2 separate regions of the Mus musculus genome follow, and region 1 is linked to region 2. The links are chromatin contacts, called in public promoter capture Hi-C maps. All regions are on one chromosome and are shown on one strand. The core of a region is the stretch at or near the end of the contact, and the rest is flanking DNA. Distances in the headings are between cores, read along the strand shown. Region 1 holds the start of 9430037G07Rik (RIKEN cDNA 9430037G07 gene). Region 2 holds the start of Zfp949 (zinc finger protein 949).

Region 1 (5,560 bases), core at 1,596-4,095, 51 kb after region 2:
CAAACATGGTACAGAGAACCCATAAAGAACTACATAGTTACAGCCAACTCATTTTTCAAAGGTAGCTAGGTTTCCTGTGAAGAAATTAAGTCCATCTCATCAATGATACCAGGAAAACTTAATTACAGGGGGAAACAAAAACCCAAGTAGATTCTTCCCACTAATTATGAAAACTGTAGACCTTGAATTAGTGATAAACTAGGCAGACGGCTGAGCTGTGGTGACACATGCTTTTAATCCCAGCATTTGGGAGGTGGGGGAATCTCTGAGTTCAAGGGCAGCCTGATCTACAGAGTTCTTGGACAAAAACAAAACAGAACTAAGAAAAAAGAAAAAGGCTAAGTGTTAAAACACTTTCAGTACAAAGTTTGGACAAGGGCACTCTGGACTAGTGTAAGAATTTCAAACCACAAAAACCAAAAATTTATTCCCAACCAGGAACACTGGCACTACTTTGTAAAGGCTGGTAACAAACTGACGACAGGCAATTTAGTAGCAGAGTATTCTAAGGTTAGGCATGGCAGCCTTTTCCTTAATCTATAAACTGAGGCCAGCCATCTCTATAGTTGAGTACCAGGTCAATTTTGAGACACTGTCTCAAAAAAACGAAGGAAGTTCAACCCTTGCCAGTTACCTCAAAGGAAAATGGAAGTATGCACCAGTAAGAACTTAGAAGTGAAAGCTATCACTGACAGCCCACTTAGTTTTAGCACTTGGGAGGGCTGGACAAATGTAATCAAGGCATTGTGTGACAATTTCACAGGGAAACCTGATCATGTGCACAATCGTCCTAATAAGGAGATTGGCATTAGTGCACGTAGCTCACCAACTTTGAAAACTCAATTACCATGGAAGTGGAACATGTAACAGGACACTCTGGTTAATCAGTCTGCTGACACAAAAATCCTGAAAAGCACTTCCTCGGAGGCAAGGTACAAGCAGGCCGAGTCTAGGCCTGGACAGGAAACTACTAAAGTTCCTCTGGGATCAAACAGGATTTTATAAGAACATAATGGATGGAGTGGAGAAAGCCTACAGCGGCTGTGAAGGCCCTGATGCTATGTATGTGAAATCATTGTCTTCTAATGGTCATGAATTTATTGTAAAAGGAGAACATGCATCAACATCAGGAACAAGAAAGGCCATGTGGAGCAGTCCAGGTTAGTTTGCGGAGAATGGAACCAACGAGGTCAATTTTAGAGAGATCCCCTCACACGTGCTATTGAAAGTGTGCATGAATTTGACCTATAAGGTCCCCTATGCTAACAGCTCCATTGAAATTCCTGAATTCCCAATTGCATCCAAAATTGCACTGGAACTGCTGATGGGCCCAAAATTCCTAGATTGTCAAATAAAATAAATTATAATAAACTTATTTTTTTCAGCATTAAAAATAAAACCTGAAGAAATATTTGCTACTGAATGCTTATTGCAGCACTCCCAAGCAACCACTGTCAGATGAATATGGAAATGGCTCATAACCAATTTTACAATCACAAAAATAGTGACCTGCTGCTTTATAGTCAGGATTGCATTCACTCTGCTCAGTCTGTACAGGTGTGTCTGTCACCAGCTCACCCATGACCCCATGACTGTCACAGCAGAGAACATGGTCGAATGGATTGTCAAAAACAATCCATTTACATACAGCCCACAAAAAAACATACAGGAATCAACTCTGCAGGTCATACCAGATGCTGTCCCGTTCACTACATAGGGACAGCTAGAGACATGTAGATAGACCCCATCTCAAACACCCCAGTACTCAGACTGTGAATTTTCTTGTCTCTGCCTTTTCTGGATGTTACCATATCTAGTGTTCATTTGCAAGAAGTCTAGTGTCACTGGTCCTAAAATATAAAAACAAAACAAACAAACAAACAAACAAAAAACAGGCATCACATTACTGCCAACATTAAAGAAGAACACAATAGTCCTTTGCAATGGTCCATCTCAGAAGCCAGATCCGTAAGTATGGTCTTTCAACAGGAATTCAGGTTCGGGATAGGATCATCATAGACTAGACCAACGACAGTAAGCTCAGCAGAAAACAAAACAGAGCACCACTCACATGCACTTCTGCTGCAGGATCTTCACAGGCAGGCTGGCATCTCACTGGTCAGGTTTCATTGCAGAAAGAGGTACCATGACATGCTATGAGAAAGAACTGCGTAACAAACAAGACTTAAACTTCACTTAAACACAATGGTCTTCTCTCAGACGCTGTATCTGTCTTCAGGTCATCATCTTCGGGATGTAGTCCATCACTGTTCAGACCCGGTACGTCTCACAACTGTTTGTACAATCAATTTGTACATTCACTACATTCACTGCAGCCACTCCAACTTAGAAAGGCCAGAGTAGGAGAAGCTGCTGTGTTGGGCCAGGACTATTTAACAGTACATTTCCGGAAAGCTGATTCTCTTTGCACCAACAGTAAAAATGTATGCTGGCAAAAATGTAAATCTAGATTTCATACATACCTTTTAAAAGAGTCAGGCTTTAATCAAGTTATTTTCTGTTATGAATTCTGTCGGAAGCTTTGGGCTCCCCTTCATCTAATGAAAAGAAACACATTTTAAGCATCACACACCACTTCCTATTGCTCTAATACTTCAATTAGAAAACTAAGCTGTATCTCCCTTACCTTTTTATCTTTTTGCAACTGCTTCGAGGATGTTAAGAATGATGAGCCATGGTCCCTGTGAAAGGATTCATGTGCATATAATCGGATGTCACCTAGGTGTCACCCGAACCTTCCAAACAGCATAAAAAGCCTTGCATATTTTTCTGCAAACCCTGCTGTGTAAGAACCCACCCAAACTGGGACTAAGGAACCAGAAAGCAAGTGACCTTCAGCCAGGCCGCCCAGTTCCAATCTCCCAGGGACGGGACCTAAGCTCCAATCCCGAAATCTCTTTTGCTGCTGCGCACTTCTCCCAGGTAGTTTACACCCATACCCTAAGCTCAAGTCCCGAGGGCTGCTCCGCAGAACCAGAGCATCTGTATTTACTCTGCAACCCCACATTTTGCTTGGTCACTGGGCGGCCTAAAAGAGTAACCTACAGCTTTCCCCGCAGGTCCCTTTATAGTTTCAGTGGAGCGAGAGCAAGGCTGCCCCTCCCTCTGGCACCGATTGGACGCGAGACACGTGGGGGCGTGGCCGTTCCTGAAACAAGGCGTGGAAACGCTGTGGGTCTTTTCTTCCAGGCTGTTCCGGCTTGGTGCGCGCCGCCCGCCCGCCCGCCAGCCGCGTGTGTCTCCGTTGCTGCGCGCGCTCCCGCTGGCTCTCCGCCACCGGTCTCTTCCCAGTCTGGCAGGCGGCTTAGCTCGACGTGGAGTGGGAGTGGCGCCAAAATTCAAACGAACTGCCGCAGTTGCAGGCGTGGCATCGCCTGCTTCGAGAAGGTTGGCAGCCAGGAGTAGCCTTGACCTCACCCCAACTCTAACCCGGTGGCAGCCGCGCTGGGGAAGGGCAGAACTACGCAGGTGAAACGGAAAAGCCACGCATTTATCCTTCATGCACTCTGGGGATGCTGCTGGTCTTCAGAGGGCCACACTGTCCGGTGCTTGATATCCAACGCCTGCTTGGGTGCCCAGCCAGGTCCAACCTCCACCCCAGTCCCACCCCTCTCACTACCAGTCTTTAGGGACAGTTATACTGTCAATATCCTCAGAAGTTAAACATTCTGTTTCACAGAGGAGGCAGCAGGTCAAAAGCCACCAATTGTCCTTTATTTATTTTATGGCAAGGTTGACTTATTTTATGCTGGGATTTGAACTCAGGACCTTATAGAAGAGCAGTCAGTGCTCTTACCAGCTGAGCCATCTCACCAGCCCCCACACCAAAGTCTTTGATGTTCCTGAAGCAGTCAGTATGGAACTTCCATCCAGTCTGACCAGGCAGAATTTAAGAATTAGTGCAAACAGGGCTAGTGAGATGACTTATTGGAAAAAGGTGCTTGCCATGAAAATGAGGTGAACTCAGTTCAATCCCTGAAACGCATGTAGAGATGGAAGGGAGAATAAACTCCACAGAGCTGTCCTCTGATCACCATATTTTAACCGTGGTATGTGGGTCAACACAAACATCATGCACACATGCAGTAGTAATGATGATAAGTGAATAAAAGCCGTTTGGGTAAGAACATCACATAAGGTTTGCCATAGAAAGAAGGTAGGGAATAGAATCACATGGTAAAAGCTTGTCACAGCATCTGGTTAAGGACTGTGCCTCTGGGCTACATTTCAAGCCTGTGGTCTTAATTTGGTTCTTTTTAAATCTATGTGCCCAGGTACACACATGCATGCAGAGGCTGAAGGGCAGCCTTAGGTGTTACTCTGAAGAGCTCCATTTATTTCCTTTGAGATGGGGCCTCTTACTGATCTGGAGCTCAGGAATCAGGCTAGACTGGCTGAGCACAGTCTAGGAGATCCTTCTGTTTCTTCCTTCCAGCTCAGAAGTTATAAGCATGGACCACAACTAACGTCATTTTTATGTAGTTCTGGGAATCAAACTCGAGTCCATGGGCTTGCAAAGCCAATGCTTTGTTGAGCCATCTCCATAGCCACAGTATTAGCTTTTTAAGGTCATTAGATGAATGCTTCCTTTCTTTCTTTCTTTCTTTCTTTCTTTCTTTCTTTCTTTCTTTCTTTCTTTCTTTCTTTCTTTTTTTGGGGTATGTGTGTGTGTGTGTGTGTGTGTGTGTGTGTGTTAGGTGTGAGACAAGGTCTTACCATGTAGCTCTAGTTGTCCTGTAGCTCCCTGTGTAGACCATGGAGTCTTTAACTCAGACAGGTCTGCCTGTCTCAGCCTCCAGAGTGCCCTCATCTTGTTTTCTGAGACAGGATTTCTCTTCGGCCCGAAGCTCAGGAATTAGGTACAGCTGGCTGGCCAGCAGTCCCTAGGGCTCATCCCATCTCTGCCTCAGCAGTGCTGGGATTAAAAGCACATGCCACCACTCCAGCTTTTGTGCACAGGTTTTTTTTTTAATTAAATTTATTTATTATATGTAAGTACACTGTAGCTGTCTAAACAACACCCCAGAAGAGGGCATCAGATCTCATTACAGATGGTTGTGAGCCACCATGTGGTTGCTGGGACTTGAACTCAGGACCTTCAGAAGAGCAGTCTTTGCTCTTAACCGCTGATCCATCTCTCCAGCCCAGAATGCTTTCTTCAAAATGATTTTTAGTATGTATTTTTGATCTTATGTGTTAGCTTTCATCACAATAACAAGAGAATTCAGATCAGTGGTTCTCAACCTATGAGTTGAGACCCCATTGACAAACCTATAGCTACAAAATATTTATATTATGACATATAACTAGCAAAATTATGAATTAAGAGTGAAGATAATTTTGTGGTTGGAGGATCAGTACAACCTGAGGAACTGTATTAAAAGGCTGCAGAATTAGGAAGGTCGAGAACCACTGATTCAGATAATCAACTTTTGTCAGAGAAAAGAATCCTTTTGGTTCATGGTTTGAAGGTTCTAGCCCATAACTGGACTCTCCATTGCTTTGGGCCCATGGTAAGGCTGGAGGTCATTTTGGAAGT
Region 2 (5,818 bases), core at 1,040-3,539:
CACCCCTGCAGCATTCTCTATAAAGTGAATGCCGTTCTGGGTATTAATTCCAGAGGAATGATCATAGAGATGCAGTTTGGACCCACAGAATGAATTAGAAGCTCAATAGACAGTTATTATCGGACAGCATGGGGAGTTCTGTTCATGAAAATTTATTAGTATCATAAGAGGATGTTCATTTATTTAGGGTTTTGGAAATAGGATTTCTCTGTGCAGCTCTGAGTAGTTCTGGAACTCACTGTGTAGATCAGGCTGGCCTGGAACTCAGAGGTCTGATAGCTATGCCTGGCTATAAAAGGATTTTTATAGGTTATACAAAATTCAAATTATTATTTCTGTTTGTGATTTATTCAAGAGCTTCTTTAGCTTAGAGTTCAATTTCCTGCAGAGCACGGTGGTACACACCTTTAACCCAACACTCAGGAGGCAGAGGTTGGCAGATTTCTGTGAGGTAAAACCAGTTTGATACATGCAATGAGTTCTAGGATATCCAGGGCTATATAGAGAAACCCTGTCTCAGGCAAAAAGATAAAAATAAAACTTAATTACCATTTTATTAACACCATATTCAGGGCTACAGTCATCTCAAGCTCCACTTGAGCCGGATCTTAGTTTCCAAGACTATTCCCATGGCGCCCTCTACAGCCCAATCTGCAAAATGGCATTTGGCTTCCTTCAGGCCAAATGATAAAGAGGAAGAAAGAATGCACAAATAGAGGCTACAGGTACAGTTTCTGTATAAGACAGTCCTCCAAATGACACTTCATTATTTTATTTGTTAGGAGTAAGTTATTCAGAGCCAGGCCTGGTGGTGCATACCTTTAATCTCAGCACTTGGAATGTAGAAGACAAGCAGATTCCTGTAGGTTTGAAGCCTTTATGTCTTTCACTCTACAAATAGAAACATTTTCACGGAACTTTATTGAGATTATAGTGATATTTAGTTTATGTTGAAAAATTCATCTTAATAATGTGTAATGTATCAACTCTGGGCAGGGATTGTTTAAATTTATTTAGATTTTGTTTGACTCCTGAGTATGTCTCCCCCCCCCCCCCCCTTTTTTTTTTGAGACAGATTTTACTGTGTCGTTCTGGCTGTCCTGGAATTCACTATTCTGTTGACCAGGCTGGCCTCAAACGCTTTTTTTTTTTTCCTGACTCTGGAGTGCTGGGATTAAAGGCATGCGCCACCACATTCAGTTTGAATTTGTTCATTTTTGAAGATTTAAAAAAATTATCTCGCCAGGCAGTGGGGGCGCACGCCTTTAATCCCAGCACTCGAGAGGCAGAGGCAGGCGGATTTCTGAGTTTGAGGCCAGCCTGGTCTACAGAGTGAGTTCCAGGACAGCCAGGACTACACAGAGAAATCCCGACTCAAAAAAACAAAACAAAACACATTTCAATTTTAGTAAGTGATTTTTTTCATTTCAAATTCAAATTATTTCTAAGCATTATTGGCAACACACAACATAACTTTTGTCTCTTGTCAATTCATATAGTTTGTGGTTTCTTCCTATTACAATGGAAGTCCAACATGTTGGTTCGATTTCAAAATGAACTTGAAAATTACTGTGTGCTGTACCAGAATGCTCAATTTGACGATACACTAGTGATGTAAATGGTTCATAGGATTTAAGAAACACGAAGCGTTCAGCTTCCTGCAGTGCTCTGTACAGCCAGAAGAGAGCCCCAGACCTTAGTAGGCTCTGAGACCTTAGCATAGCTGACTCCTGGACAAAAATACTATTCAGGCTGTAAAACTCAGCATGTAGACAGCGCCATCTGCCAAAACTATAACAAAAACCTAATCCATCAAAGTCCATAGTTACGGGAAAGTCTCTAAATGTACTAACCTTGCCTTCTGGCTTCTGAAGTTCTGCGTCTGGCTAATTGTTCTGAACTGAAATATATCAATCTGGGACATGGATTTTGTGGGGCTTCTCTGATCTCCTGAACATCAAGGGTAGTTGCAGTCTGGATAATAAGACTTTTTATTGGCTTAAACCCATGTTTAGTAGTCTTCTCTGGTGACTACCCTACAAAAGATATCACACCGATTTTCTAAGGCTCCACGTCTCCCACAGAGATATTTGGTCTGATTCTAGGATGAACACACTGAAGCTTCCTTCTCAGGTTCTATACTACTTTGGGATACTTGGGGTTCACATGAGAGAAAGGTGAAGGAATTTCATATCGCGATTATCAGATAGGTACTTGATCTGAATCTTGGTAATTCGATAGTGGACCCGGTGGAAAAATGTCCTTCTATACTTACCATAGTTTCCCAGAGGCTCATGGGTAATGTAGTCCCTAACATACAAGGCCCTCCCACACAGGAGCAGGTAAACAGCTCTGACATTTGGCTGGTAGGCATCTCTGTGTCCTGCGCTCTCTTGGCAGCTACCGCATAGAAAGTCGCATCCAGGCTCTGTGCTGACGCCTTTGCTCAGGCTGTGCGTTTCTTGCAGGGTTTCTGAAGGCGGGTGGGAAAGACGAAAAGAGGAGAGTGGTCTCGGAACCTTCGGGAAGCGGGACCCGTGCCTTCTACTTCAGTGGAAACAGAAACATAGGTGGGTCTTGGAGGAGGGACTGAGTCGCAGTTCGAGGGCGGACCGCAGCGGCTCAGGGGAAGGTGACTGTGAGACCCATCGTTCCCAGTCGGAACAGTCGGCCTGAACAGGGCTTTAATGGTTGCTTTATCCGAAGACTGCGCTAGGAGTATTTGGATCTGTGATTCCATCAGTCCAAAAGGGCCAACACGGACGCTCTGCCAAGGAGGTGAGAGCCCAAGATGGCGACTTGGGGGTGAGGGCGGTTCATGTCTGTGGATTGTCAGGGCCGGGAAGCCTCCTGTGTGAGCTCACATTCCAGTAAAGAATCTTGCTACCTGCTTGGCATCCATTTTTTGGGAGAGTTGGGGTGGAGAAAGATCGTTAATCTGAGACCGGATTACAAAACTGGGAATTTTCACACGACCCAGAAATCCCAAACTGCGAGCCTGGGAAAATTGTAAGTTGATACCACGGTGCTGGAGCCGGAAGGGGGAGGTCTGTGACCCACACATCTGTAAGAAAGAGGGTGGTTTTTATCCCAATGAATTGGCCTGAAATTCCTAGAGAAATTCTCCCGTAGTGACTGTACCCTTATGTGTATTGGCAATTGTATTCGTCAGTTTTCCTGTCTTTATGAAGTGATGTTTTTGGCACTTGAGGTTTGAGCTCTTAGAACAGTGGTTCTCCACATGTGGATTCTCAACCTGAAAGGGTTGGGGGTGGGTGGGTAGTGTCAAACGGCCCTTTCACAGGGGTTGACTATCACATAGATATCCTGCATATCAGAAGTTTACATTAGGATTCATAACATTGAGCAAAATTACTAATAATCTAATAATCATTAAAAATAATGTTATGGCTGAGGGTCACCACAGCATGAGGAACTGTAGTAAAGAGTTGCAGCATTAGGAAGGTTGAGAAACACTGTCTGAGGCTTTGTTTAGTTTCTGAAAATGTCTAGTACCAGAGATAAGAGGTTATCTCAGAAGATTCTAGTATTGTTATAGGAACATTTTCCTGGGAACAAAGTGGGGAGGTTTCATGTTCTGAAGAGGGTGTGCAACTGTAGCAATCCCATCCCCCTAGTGAGGAGGAAGACCATTAATAACAGACCAGGAGGCCCTGGGTCCTGGTAGGGAATTTACACCTGGTCCAAGCCTTTGACTGCTTCACTGAACTCCATAGAACGGCAGGCCCCTGTGATACAGGCTCCTTTGACGATCCCCGTACTGGGATCAACTGGGTCTGCCTACATTTTCATGGTAGAGATTGCATTATTGCAAGTTACCTACCGATACATCATCATATGCTAACCTTTCAGAACAGGACAGGAGCCAGTCTGGACTATCAGGTTTACCTTAGTGCTCACTCCATGTTGGTGGCCAGCACAGGGAAGGTCTGCTGGGCTATGAGTGAATGCATTTGCCCTTTAGACTAGAACACTGTATTGAGTATACTGCAATAGAGAAACAGGCTGGGAAGCACCAGTGTGCCACATGGCTCAATAGGCTAATGAGCTGTGGGGGAGGGCAGAGACAGGATATAATTGTTCCGTTAGACGGAGGTTTTTTTTTTTTTTTCCTTAAGTTTTAATTTATTCTCATATATTACACCCCAGTGGTAGATTCCTCTCCCTCCTCTTCTCCCAACCCTACCCACTCCCTTCCATTCCTCCTCCATTTCCCTTCAGAGGAGGACTGGCCTCCTAGAGATACCAACCAAACATGGCATATCAAGTTGCAATAAGACTAGGCACCTCTCTTATTAAGGCTGGGCAAGGCAACCCAGTAAGAGGAAAAGGGTTTCCAAAGCCGGCAAAAGTGTTAGAGCCAGCCCCCAAGCTCACTGTTAGGAGTCCCACAAGAAGACCAAGCTACAAATCCATAAAATAAGTGCTGAGTGGCCCGGCATGGTGGCGCACACCTTTAATTCCAGCAGTCGGGAGGCAGAGGCAGCTAGATTTCTGAGTTCGAGGCCAGCCTGGTCAACAAAGTGAGTTCCAGGACAGCCAGGGATACACAGAGAAACCCTGTCTCCAAAAAACCAAAAAAAAAAAAAAAAGTGCTCAGTGCCCAGGTCAGACCCATGCAGGCTCCCTGATTGTAGGATTAGTCTCTGTGAGCCCCTGTGAATCCAGATTAGTTGATTCTGTAGGTTTTCTTGTAGTGTCCTTGTCTCCTCTGGTACCTATAATCCTTCTTCTCTGTCTTCTGCAGATTTCACTCAACTTCACCTAATATTTGGCTATAGGTCTCTGCATCAGTTTCCAAGGAAACCTCATTTACTATGAGCAGAATATCATTAGGAAGCATTTTATTTATTTATTGGCCAAGCGCGTTTGGTTCTATCCTAGGTCTCTGGGCTGTCTGGCTTCTGGTTCCTGGCACTCCAGGCAGTGTCGGGTATGGGCTTAGAGGGAGTTTCTTTGTGTATATTTCTCTGGGATGTAATACCTGCTATTAGGATCAGTCCATATGAGTCAGTGTGCAGCTTAGGGAGTTAAGCAAGGGCTAGCTATGAATGTAATTTCTAGCTGTGTAATGGCCATGCAAACACTCACAGTTGTGTGAAGATTTGCTAATGTGGACCTGCTCCACTGCGAGCAAGATCTATTACGAATTGCCTTTCCTCCACAGCTAGTGCATTTGAGCAGAGGCAGAGTGAAGGTGAAATTCTTAGATTTGCATGGCCTAAGCAATTACTGATCCCATTGCTTAGAACAAAATTTGGGCAAAGCTACCCTTCTTCAGATGCAGTCAACACATGGGTGGTAGTTAGGGGCTAGATCTTCACGAGGTTGTGGCTGGCTTTCTTCCACCAGCTACGTTGAAAAAGATAGGCCAGGTCCTGGAAAGTATTTATTGAATCTGAAAGTTGTGATCTAGCTTACACCTGACTAAATCAGTGGTCAGTAAATTTATTTTTCCCTTCCTCTTCCCTCACTGTTTCCAGCATGTGAGCTCCTTTTTAAATTAATTAATTGATTAAAATTAATTAATTAATTTTGTGTGTGAGCATATTGTCTGCGTGTATGTCTGTTTACCATGTGCATGCCTGGTGCCCGAAGAGAACAGGGCATTAGAACATGTAGATCTAGAGCTATAGGCTGTTGTGAACGGCTATGTGGGTTCTGGCAACTGAACCCTGGTCCTCTGGAAGGACAGCTGTTCTGTTAACTGCTGAGTATCTCTGTCGCCTCGTGTGAGCTTTTTCAGAAGAACACTGTTAACAGAATTATCATGTGGAAACAGGTGATTGTTCCTCTG

Evidence for each region. Promoter capture Hi-C pulls out the DNA fragments that hold promoters and counts their contacts.
Region 1: a promoter capture Hi-C map of macrophages shows a contact between it and region 2, with 6 read pairs. The contact joins the promoter of 9430037G07Rik here to the promoter of Zfp949 in region 2. A contact is called at or near these places in 1 of 39 promoter capture datasets (macrophages) and 2 of 115 datasets of contacts at active chromatin or transcription factors (embryonic stem cells and microglia).

Annotation. Positions count from the first base shown.
Region 1 is chr9:88,596,398-88,601,957 of GRCm38.p6, forward strand. It overlaps 9430037G07Rik (RIKEN cDNA 9430037G07 gene), which reads right to left and starts at 2,846. Exons shown (of 5, transcript NR_040766.1): 1 at 2,819-2,846; 2 at 2,648-2,702; 3 at 2,484-2,558; 4 at 2,072-2,167; 5 at 1-1,850. Gm26567 (a long non-coding RNA gene) reads left to right here and starts at 3,243. Exons shown (of 5, transcript XR_870979.3): 1 at 3,243-3,489. It overlaps LOC115487271 (a small nucleolar RNA gene), which reads right to left and starts at 2,022; the gene lies at 1,951-2,022. It also overlaps the pseudogene Gm29603.
Region 2 is chr9:88,545,731-88,551,548 of GRCm38.p6, forward strand. Zfp949 (zinc finger protein 949) reads left to right here and starts at 2,290. Exons shown (of 6, transcript NM_001142943.1): 1 at 2,290-2,778.